Regions from separate parts of the Gossypium hirsutum genome. Here region 1 is linked to region 2. Evidence: chromatin contacts called from public Hi-C data. All regions are on one chromosome and are shown on one strand. The core of a region is the stretch at or near the end of the contact, and the rest is flanking DNA. Distances in the headings are between cores, read along the strand shown. Region 1 holds the start of LOC107897943 (CTD small phosphatase-like protein 2). Region 2 holds the start of LOC107894983 (F-box protein At1g67340).

Region 1 (5,087 bases), core at 1,261-3,760, 260 kb before region 2:
TAGTTTCTCTTTAGTCTCCAAGTCATGAGGCTGAGGGCCTGATGCTTACTGGTGAGAACATTAATCTAGCATAATGGGTTCGTTGTTGGTGGAGGAGGTGTGGCTATGAGATAGGTTACAACTTTTTGTAAATAGTGGGTTATGTGATCAAAAGCCTGTGAGGGATCACATTAGGTTGTAACTGAGGTGCTACAACTGCTAAGAGAGTTGAATCAGTCAAAGGATCAATTCTTGTTGATGCAACAAATGTGGTAAAGCTAGAGGCTAAAGGATCTTTCAGAGCCTTTACTAGTTGTTTCAAGGTGGGGAGAAAGACACTTGCATACTACAACTGCACTCTAGTAGAAATAGAGGAAGAATGAAGAGTTTATGTAAAGTTCAAGCTAGTATAAATACTTGGGATAGGTGGTATGAAGGTGTTGAATGGAACAAAAAAGTTGACTTGGTTAGTTGGGTTGTTGGTTTGGTTAGTTTGCTTAGTTGGGGTACCACTTTGGGATTGAGAGACCATGTCATCCATGTTCACCACACCAATTGTTGATATTGGACTAAATAAGGAAAGGATATAGATGAGAGAAGAAAGGTTGTTGAGAAGGTCGGTTCACCCAATTAGGGTGGAGAGTTGGAGGCTATAAAGAATGATGGTGGAAATAGTTTGAAGGCTGAGGGCTGGGAGAATATTGAGAGAGTATAGGCTCAGTATTCTTGAAGGGTCGGTCCCCCGAAGGGTCGGTCCCCTATTCATCGTTCTTGGGGATATTTAAATGCAAGCGTCCCATGCAACATGACATTAATGTGTTGGACTTGCCATCTAGCCATCACTACTAAGCATGTGAGGGGATATCTTTGATGGGACGAGGATGCTTGTGATAGGGCAGATATTGTCTTCCCTTCTAACTCTGATAGGATAAAACAATTGAGTTCACATGATGTTTGGTAACCAAACGATTTCATGTTCCTATTGAAGATCGAGCCATCTGTTGTATGGATAGTCCCTTCGAGAATGTGAGTTTACATGTGTCTTCCCTGCTTTCTGTAGGCAAGTTTATTGTTTAGAAGTCTCCTAGGCTTGCCATATGTCTTGTCGCATATAGTGGTATAATAGGACCAAATTGATAGAATGTGTAAGTATTGATGATTAAATGTGTTGTTATACCAATTAAAAAAGGAAAATTTCATAATTATGTAGTTTATATCAATATTTATTTCTTTTTTACAAAGTTATTTTTAAATAATTTTCTAATTGAGTTTTTTTTAGTATATAATGCCTAAAAATTAGGTCATAACTCTCCTCAATCCTTAAATAAGAGGATAAATGTGTTTTAACACATTTGAACTCACTGACAACAATGCTGATGCCAATCGAGATAAAACTCAATTGGCTTATAATAAAAGATTTTACAATAGAATAGATAAATACTGTAAATGTGGAAAATATATATTAGAGTAATTTGTAAATTATAAAAAAAGTATTTTTTACATTGAGTAACAAAATTTAAAAAATACATATCATAAAAAATGAATACATATCATAAAAAATGAACATCTATATTACTATTGAAGTATTCAATTGAGTTGGTGTCACGAGTCAATCGAGCACCAACTTGATTTGAAAAATTATGAAAATATTCTTTCGTAATTAAAATAAGTTATATTATTTAAGAGCACTTTAGATTTTTTTTATTTTAACAAAAACTAATAAAAATATGCATATAGTTTGATTTGAATCTACACCAATTAGATTAATAAAACTTCATTTTAATGTTATTCATGCATTTTTATTTTAATATGGAGAATTTATTACCTCCATCAATTGTATGTATTAAAAATGTTGTTTGAGATGATGTCACAAATTAACGCGACACTCACTTAAGATTGATGACAACACACTGTGATAACTAATTGTATTCATTTAATATTCTTAATTTGATGTATTCATGTGTTTATGTTTCATTTTATCTTAGAATTTAATTTAAATTTTTATTTTTGAGATTATACATATTTTATTTATTATTAATTAAATTTAAATCATACATTTCATTATTTTAGTATTTGTATTAATTTTCATCATCAAAATGAATTTTCTCATAAAACTATATTATCTAACAAGCTAAATTTAGCAAATAAAAGTGTACATTAAAGGGGTGGGGGGTGGGGTTGTCATTAAGGTTAATTAGGAACTACGGAACTAGAGAAAAAACTTGGGCTCACGAAATTAATTTAAGAAGTATAGGCATCCTTAAAGAAACAACATACAAATTGTAAGCGCCTGCGGACGTAAAATAAAAATTAAAAAGGGAAAGAAAAACAAATTAAGATATCTCCCTCCACTCTAAGTTAGAAACGTCTCCAGCGGCGTCGTTTTAAGCTTCGTAGAAGCTCAATTCCTACTCTCCCAATCATAATCACTCGCCATGTCTAAAGGCCACGTTATCCAATTAAGTATTATGCAGCGCGTACTGTCCTTTCAACATTAATCGCGAGTAGGTGATTTTCTGATAAGAACATGTATTTTGAAAAATATTTCAATGAAAAATAAACTAAAATTCCATTTTTATTTTATTTTTCGATCTAACCTATTATTCTGGCAAAAAAGAAAAAAAAAATTCGATCCCCCTCTTCGTTTTCCCTCTCTTTCCCCGTCTTTGGAGGGAAAGCAAATTTCCAAAGAAACCAAAACACCCAAAACTAAGCTCCTTCCTTCTAATTCTAACAAAATTTAGGGTTCTACGTTTCTCATTTTTGCACCTCTCTTTGTCTCCATTTTTGTTATTTTATCTTATCTGGTAAGCAATTTTCTTTCTTAGCTTAAGTTACTAAATAGCTCAGGTTCGTTGGTTTAGTTGTTGCTAACTGCTTTGTTTCCATGAACTTTCTTTCTCTCTAGGGTTTAAATTTTCGTTCATGCAAACACTATTTTACATTAACTTAAATGCTCCGTTTTTGTACTGGTTCGACGATCCTTGTTGGAATGAATAGGGTTTAGTTGATTTGATGCATTTCTCTATCTCTGGATTTTGTTTGCAAAAATTTGTAGCTTTAGTGTTCTATTTAGGGGAGCTGGTGTGTGTTAGGGTTTTTAAATTTTTGTCCTCATTCGATGATTTAAGTGGAATGGTTTCTCTAGTTTTCTTCATCCAAACTGAAATGTTCATTCTGGATAATGTCCTATTATGGTTTTCATTTAGATGTGGATTGTTTTCACACTAGTAATTTGCTGTTCTTTCGGGTCCTTTGTATTTATCATGTTGAAGTTGGCTTGAATGTTGTAGGGAAGTTTGAATTCTTAAGGGACTATAGTGTGGTAAGTTAATATTCCAGAATCAGAGCCTGGATTTTGTACACAAAAATTAGGCGAAGAATTCTGGTATGATCTGGTTTTGATTGTCAACGATTTTAAATGGGAAAGGCTCAGTTGGTTTTTTTTTTCATGAGATTGCTTACATATGCTAGGAGTATTTCAGGATAATTTGCTTTTTTTAAAAAAAAATATTTTTAAATAAAAGTTACTAAAGATTTTACATGGCTTTTATTTTACTTGTTTCAGTCTACAGTAAACAGCCAGAACGTAGTATGACAGATTGACAGAAGTTCAAGTTTATTTCTAAAAATTTTAGTGTATTCTAAATGCTTTGAAATCTGAATCGTAACGCTGGACATTTAAATTATTTATTTCAAGTACGCTGGGTAGTGATAGTATCCCGAAGATTGGGGCAAAACTCTTGGTCCAATGCAAACAAAGAAAAGAATTTCTGGAAGAAATGCTTCCCGAGATCATACCAGTCCCAAGGCTTTAAGAGCGGAGAAGAAGATATCTGAAAAGGTACAAGGTCCAGAGAAGAAAGTAACAGAGCTAATTACATCTTCTGTTAGGAAGCAAAAACCTGGTATGTTGCTAATTTTATCTCATTATTCGTTTAATTAGAAGGCAAATGTTGCAGTGATAATGCTTTACTTGTTATTGATTTTGGCAAAATTAAAATTCTTTTGATAGTTTTAATTTGTGGTTTCCAAGTCAAAGTCTGTATTTAACTGTCAAATTTGCTATGTTAATAAAATTTATGAAATTTCAGCCAGAGCATTCCCAAAGAAAAATGAAGTGCCTGATGGAGCTACAAATTTAAATGCTAGATATGGGTTGTTGCATGATGATGCTTCTGATGCTTGTCTGGGGTTTGATGTGGTTAATGGTGCTCATGTAGATCAGAAGGTAATTTGTCTAGCTCTTTTCTTATTTTGTTTATATTATTTAGCCTCTTTATGGTTGCAAAGGGATGGGAGTGATTGACTATGTTGCTTTATCTTAATTATACTTAAAATGACTTTTGCCTGTGTCAGTTAATTAGGAAGATGTGAAGTTCCTATGGAAAAGCAATTAAAGAAAAATAAAAGGAAACCATCTATGCTGTTGAGATTTTGCTTATTTCTTTAATTGTGTTTCAGGGCACTGATCAACATATGTCAGGTACCATATTTTCCCCTGGATTTCACATATCTAAGATTTGCGGAGCAGAGATTGCAGGTGCAGGTAGGTTATGTGTGTGTGTGTTTGCACGCATATGAATTGTAAGACCTATTATGCGCTCTTTCTTTTATTTGATCTTAATGCATCCTATTTAGTTTGACTTTGTCAAATTCCTTTGGAGGTAAGACTCAAAAATCCATCAAGATCGGGAAATCGAGGATTCACAGGTTGATTTGCTGGGTGCTAATATCACTGGAGAAACTCTTAAGTCTACTTCTGAAGCAGAGATGCTTGTTGTGGACACGGATCCTGTGATTTGTACTGCAGATTCTGGAGCTGTCCTTTCATCTGAAGTTTCAGCCATATACCTGGCTATGAAAAACTCAAAATTGGAATGTATTGATGAGTATGGTCAAGATTCTATGTCAACTGATGTTTGTGTGGAGGATGAATACTATGAGGAATTTGATGACTTTGATCCTTACTTGTTTATGAAGAACTTACCGGAGCTGTCATCTGTTATTCCTGCTTTCCGGCCTGTGCTGCTACCCAAGCAGACCAGAAGTTGCCCTCCTACCACTCTTGTCTTGGACTTGGATGGTGAGAATACTTTTGGATAATT
Region 2 (5,247 bases), core at 1,653-4,152:
TAAAAGTATTTTTTTTATCCTTCAAATTTTTATAATTTAATTCTAGCCTCCACTTAAATTATTTTCTACCCCACCCCTTAAATTAGGGATGTAATTTATTTAATTTGGACGATTTTAATTATTATACTTTTTGAGGTTTGAAATTTCAATTTTTCGTTAGATCAAATTCTATTGTTAGTCTTGTACTATGCATAAGTTGTGAATATATGTTCTCTAATTTTATTGTTTTAGACACTACTTTTTTGTATTTTGAAATTTCACTCAAATATCCATTAAGTCCATTATAAGACGTGATTCTTTTGTGATTATTACATAAAAATAATAAGCTAACATAGAATTATACATTTGATAATGTGCTTGTCGCATTAAAATTTTAAAAATATTATTTAATTTAATTTATCATTTGTGTTGAGATTTAAATTTAAAAATGAAAATTATAAGATTAAAAAAATCAAATTAAAGTATAAAAAGTAAATTGATTAAGTTAAGCATAGTCTAAGCATAATTGGAATTTCTAGAATAAATAAAAGTCAACTTCCGTCCTTAACAAGAAATCTACAAGTAATTACATTGTCTTCATTGGAACAAAAATTGTAATAGTTTCGACATTTTTTCAGTTTAAAATCTTAAATGATTTTGGATATTAGATACGGTTTCGAATTTTGTTTTGTGAATCAAATTAAAGTTTATGGCAATTTGATCTAAGCAAGCAGTCCAATTTCCAAAATTATGTTAATATTGAAAAAAAAAAGAAAAAGGAGAAAGGAATATAAGACTAGAAATTACCGAAATTAAGCTGAACATGGGCTCTATAGTGTACAAGTGGGACCATTTTTCCGATTAACCCCCTCCTCTTACAATCCACATAGAACTAAACTGTGTCGTTTCAGCGACTATCGTCATCTTAAAAGTTGATTTTTAACCTCCAAATACCCAACCAAAACTGGCCTCCTGTTCTCCATTTCCACTTTTTTTTTCTTCTCGTGGCCTTAAACCTAATAGTAAAAAATTAATTACCATAAGCAGTTAATCGTTTTTAACTTTCGGCGATGACGTCATCGTTCCCATGTACCGCACCGTTACCCTCGCCACCATCGCCTTCTTCATCAAGCCATCGCTCTACTGGCGCGCACTCGGCTTTGTGGCGCAGCTTCCAATCAAGCGCTTGGCAAGCGCGTGAGCAGTAATTCACAGCCCCACAAACGGAACACCTCCGAAACTCGTGCTTTCTTGTTTCCGGCCTCCCACAACCGACGTGGGAGCATAACCTCAAGCCCGGGCCTGGTACCCCGCCCCGAGCCCCGAACCACTCTGCTAAGAACTTGCTAGACTGATGCGCCTCGGGAGCCGGCACATTGCATCCAAAATCGCTCAGCAACGGGCATCCCGGCACGGCCTGATGACGGTGGTTATGGCGAGGGTTAGGATGCGGGATGGGGTGTGGGCTCCACGTGAGCCAAGACCGCGTAAAGTTGTTAGAAGTAGCCGCTGATGATAAAACCGTCGCTAGCTCTCGGGCGTTGGCTTGGACAAGAAACCGACGGCCCTTGGCGACGTTTTGTCGAACGCCGTACCCGTCCTGTAGGCAGTGACCGAGCTCACGGAGGGCGTCGATGTGGCCAAGAAAAGCAGCACGAGCGCACAAGGCCACACCGGCTCTAAGATCCTTGTCGTTTTTGGAACCGCCGCTGCCATTGAATTGAATCACAGCTAAGGAGTAAAGCGCTGGCGCGTGGGAGCTAATCGCCGCCTTAGCCATAAGAGAGGCTCCACTCCCTCGATTTTCTAAGCAGTAGAAAAGAATCTGTTGCAAATCATAACAGTTAACTCGTTAGAGAATGTTTATATTATTGTTCTTGAATATAAACTTAATAAATTTTAGTAACCAAAAAAAAAGTATATAAACTTAATAAATTTTAGTAACCAAAAAAAAAGTATCGGGCAGTAAAATAAAAATATATTCTTTTTCAGAAATTCACCATGCCGAGCGTGTAACAAGCTTCAGCATTTCCGGCATCAGCGCAGTTCTTCAAGAACCTGTGAGCTGACTCCGACCAGCTTTTGGCTTTAATGGCAAACATTTTTGGAGAGGCTTTGGACAATACCAGAGGACGAACTGCTAAACTATTCAATCTCTTGCATCTGTTTAACAAACAAATAAATAAAAATTAGTAAGAAAAATAAATGAATAAAACCCAAACTTTCCCCTCAGAAACAAGCAAGTCGACGTACACAATCAAAACGTTGGCGAAATCGGAAGGGCAAGCCGCGGTAGAGCTTAGTTTGGAGAGAATAGAAATGACAAGATCATCGGGCAAAACATCAAAGAAATCTCTCTTTCCGGCAATACCCGGCGAGAGTCTTCGCCGTTTCCGGCAAGCCATATTATCACCGGCGAAATCCCTCCTTTCAAAAACTATGTCATCTAAACAAACATGGGCTCTGGGGTAAGAAATCCCTCTCCTTGTTCTCATTTCTCTCTCGTTCTCTATCACTACATCGGAAATCAATCTACCCAGATGATCTTAAAATCTGTGCATTCATCATCAGCCTTTTACTTTCTCGATCTTCTTTTCTTTCCCTTAGCGGCTCGAGAGACATAAAAACTGGAACCTTATATAAAAGAATGGGGAGACACAAACAAAGCCTTAAAAGGAAGAGATCAAATAAAAACAACAACGAGGACAGAACCGAATCAAATAAAAATATTAAATAAACAGTGAAACACCTGTTTGGTACGCTTAATTACATTCTTAACCCTGGACAGTAATAGTTTCTACGGTCAAACTCCGTTGACCCAGATCCTCTGTTTCGTCATCGGGTTTAATACTGATGAAATCAAGGGAAAAAAAAACTCTGAGCACTGTTTTTATCCCTTCTTTTTTTTTTACCTGAACTTGAAGAAGACATATGAAAGAGGTAGCTAAGAGAGGTAAAAAGAAATGGATTTACCTTATCATCTCTTATATATTTATTAATTGGTGCAGGTGAAAGAAAAATGCTTGTGGGTTTGTTTTGAAAGCGGTTAAATTTGTTGCAAGTAAAACAACTAACTTCGGTTATTTTTCTGTAATTCAGTTTTGCTATTGTTTAAAAAGAAATTAATCAACGTAATTCCGGCGCGTGAACACCGCCGACCGTTTTGGGATCTTGGTTCGAAAGTGATTGCCACGCTCTTTGGCTGCGGATGGGGGAAACCTTCCATCTTGTTTACAAACTCAGGGTTCTACGACTATAAGGAGGTCAAACGTATGAATCAGCACGAACAAATGTTCAGTTACTCTTCCTTTGTTTTATTACTTGCCCATTTATTTCCAAGTTTCTTTTTTCCGTCTTTGCCCTTTTAATTAACTAAAACAGAAGTAAAATCTCAATCTTACTTCAACCCTACCACTACTTGTTTTACTTTTACCAGTTACCCCTGAAGTTTTATAAGAGACCAAGTAATAATGGTAAAGTTTGAACGGATCCCTGTACTATAAATTTAGCAAAAAAGTAGATTTTATTATAAAATCAAGCAATTTTAATTTTACATAGTTACTTATCAACTGTGATAATTTTTGGATAAAGTTGGTTTTATGATCTATATAAATTATTTTTTTATTTTTTTAAACTATAACCATAATAATGCAATTTAAAACATGATAAATAAGTAGTTTTTAGCGTCCAAGGATATCAGCGTTTAAGATATCTCTTTACTTTATCTTTAAAAAATCACTTTACTTGCTTCAAAATTAAATCGTCACTTTTATACTAAATAGATTAATTTCTTCTTGAACTTAAAACATTCTATTAAATTTCACCTTCAATCATGTGTTTATTTTACGAGATTAGATTTTTAGTCTCATAACTCGTATGGTATTGGCAATTTATTATTTTCAAATTTGTTTAAATTAGACTTACTTTCAAAATTTTTCTCCAAAATATCGAAATAAAGCGGAAACAAACTTAAAGCGAATGAGCAACAAAAAAACTAAAAAGCCACAAAAAAATAATGCAAATAAAATGTTTAAGTAAATGCTCTCAAATATATTCAATAACTATGAATGAAATTATTACAAATGAAGTAAATATCCCTATTTATGATCAAGTTCCCTCAAATCCAACGATACAGATTGAGTTATATCAATAACTGAAGTTAGTGTCTATCTACAAAATGAGAGTCTTAAATGATTTAAACTCTATACAATATTATCCCTTAAATTTTACAATATTTACTTTTATAACTCTAATTTTACTGTAATATTTTATTGAGCCACCAAAATTTTAAATAAATAGATTTTTTCTTATGTTTCACAAATCGATTAATTCAACATTAATTAATTCACCTTTATAAAACTTATGCAAGTATTGGTCATAAATTTTAATTCATGACTTGTAACACATATAATTCGTTGTCAATATTACTATGCATTAAAAAAAAGATAAATATCCTCTACATAAAACATTATAATTTAGTCTAGTATTTGTCAATTGATATCATTATTACTATTTTCATTATTTTATAATACTAATCTGATTAAATAAAATGTTTTGATCTAATATAGAATATTTTTGAATGATCGAATAATAAAATTCTTAAATTAGTCGAAACCCTCAAATAGAGTTACACTTTGGTTATTAAAATAAAAATCATATTATTAAAGTTTAGTGAAAAGAAAGATTTAAACCAAAAAGAAAAAAGAAAAAGATAGAAAAAGTGAAAAGGAATGACGTGGATCTCAAGAAGTGATGTCGACCACTTCTATCATGCCACGCGGAGCCCACTTGTCTCCACTTCCAGTTTTCTCGAGGTGAATAAGGAAGAAAACACACATTTTTGGAGCGCCAACCCCTTTTCCTTTTATTTTTCTTTCTAAAATATACATATACATATATTATGGAATTATAATGTGCCCGGCAATTGCCGTAGCCGATTTTGGTTCATCTAAATATTTTGGATGTCAAAGTTCGAGTATAACTTACCTTCTAGATGCGGTAAGTTAACATCGTTGTACTGCAGTATTGCTCACCCTTCTTCTTTCTTCATTGCACCAACGGATTTCGTTGGTTGTTTGAACTTGATTATTGTGATTTTTTATTATTTATTATGATGTAATTTAAATATATATATTTTTAGAGATATCTTAACATGTATTGATGTAAAATCACTATAAGAGTGCATGTTAAGAGAGGATTTTAAACTACAATCAACAATATGATTTTTAGAGATTTCAAAGGACCAATACTTCCATGATGTCAAAGGAC

The links. A called contact is a pair of places that touch in the nucleus more often than the background predicts.
Region 1: a Hi-C map of leaf shows a contact between it and region 2, with 1.7 times the contacts expected there. The contact joins the promoter of LOC107897943 here to the promoter of LOC107894983 in region 2. A contact is called at or near these places in 7 of 34 Hi-C or Micro-C datasets (anther, callus, hypocotyl and 2 more).

Annotation. Positions count from the first base shown.
Region 1 is chrA01:103,418,294-103,423,380 of Gossypium_hirsutum_v2.1, reverse strand. It overlaps LOC107897943 (CTD small phosphatase-like protein 2), which reads left to right and starts at 2,510. Exons shown (of 8, transcript XM_016823548.2): 1 at 2,510-2,786; 2 at 3,548-3,887; 3 at 4,074-4,210; 4 at 4,444-4,528; 5 at 4,652-5,065. The coding sequence starts at 3,731.
Region 2 is chrA01:103,163,304-103,168,550 of Gossypium_hirsutum_v2.1, reverse strand. LOC107894983 (F-box protein At1g67340) reads right to left here and starts at 2,902. Exons shown (of 4, transcript XM_041112087.1): 1 at 2,729-2,902; 2 at 2,233-2,613; 3 at 1,980-2,142; 4 at 771-1,804. The coding sequence starts at 2,474. The coding sequence ends at 1,037. LOC107894984 (REF/SRPP-like protein At1g67360) reads left to right here. Exons shown (of 4, transcript XM_016820147.2): 4 at 1-17.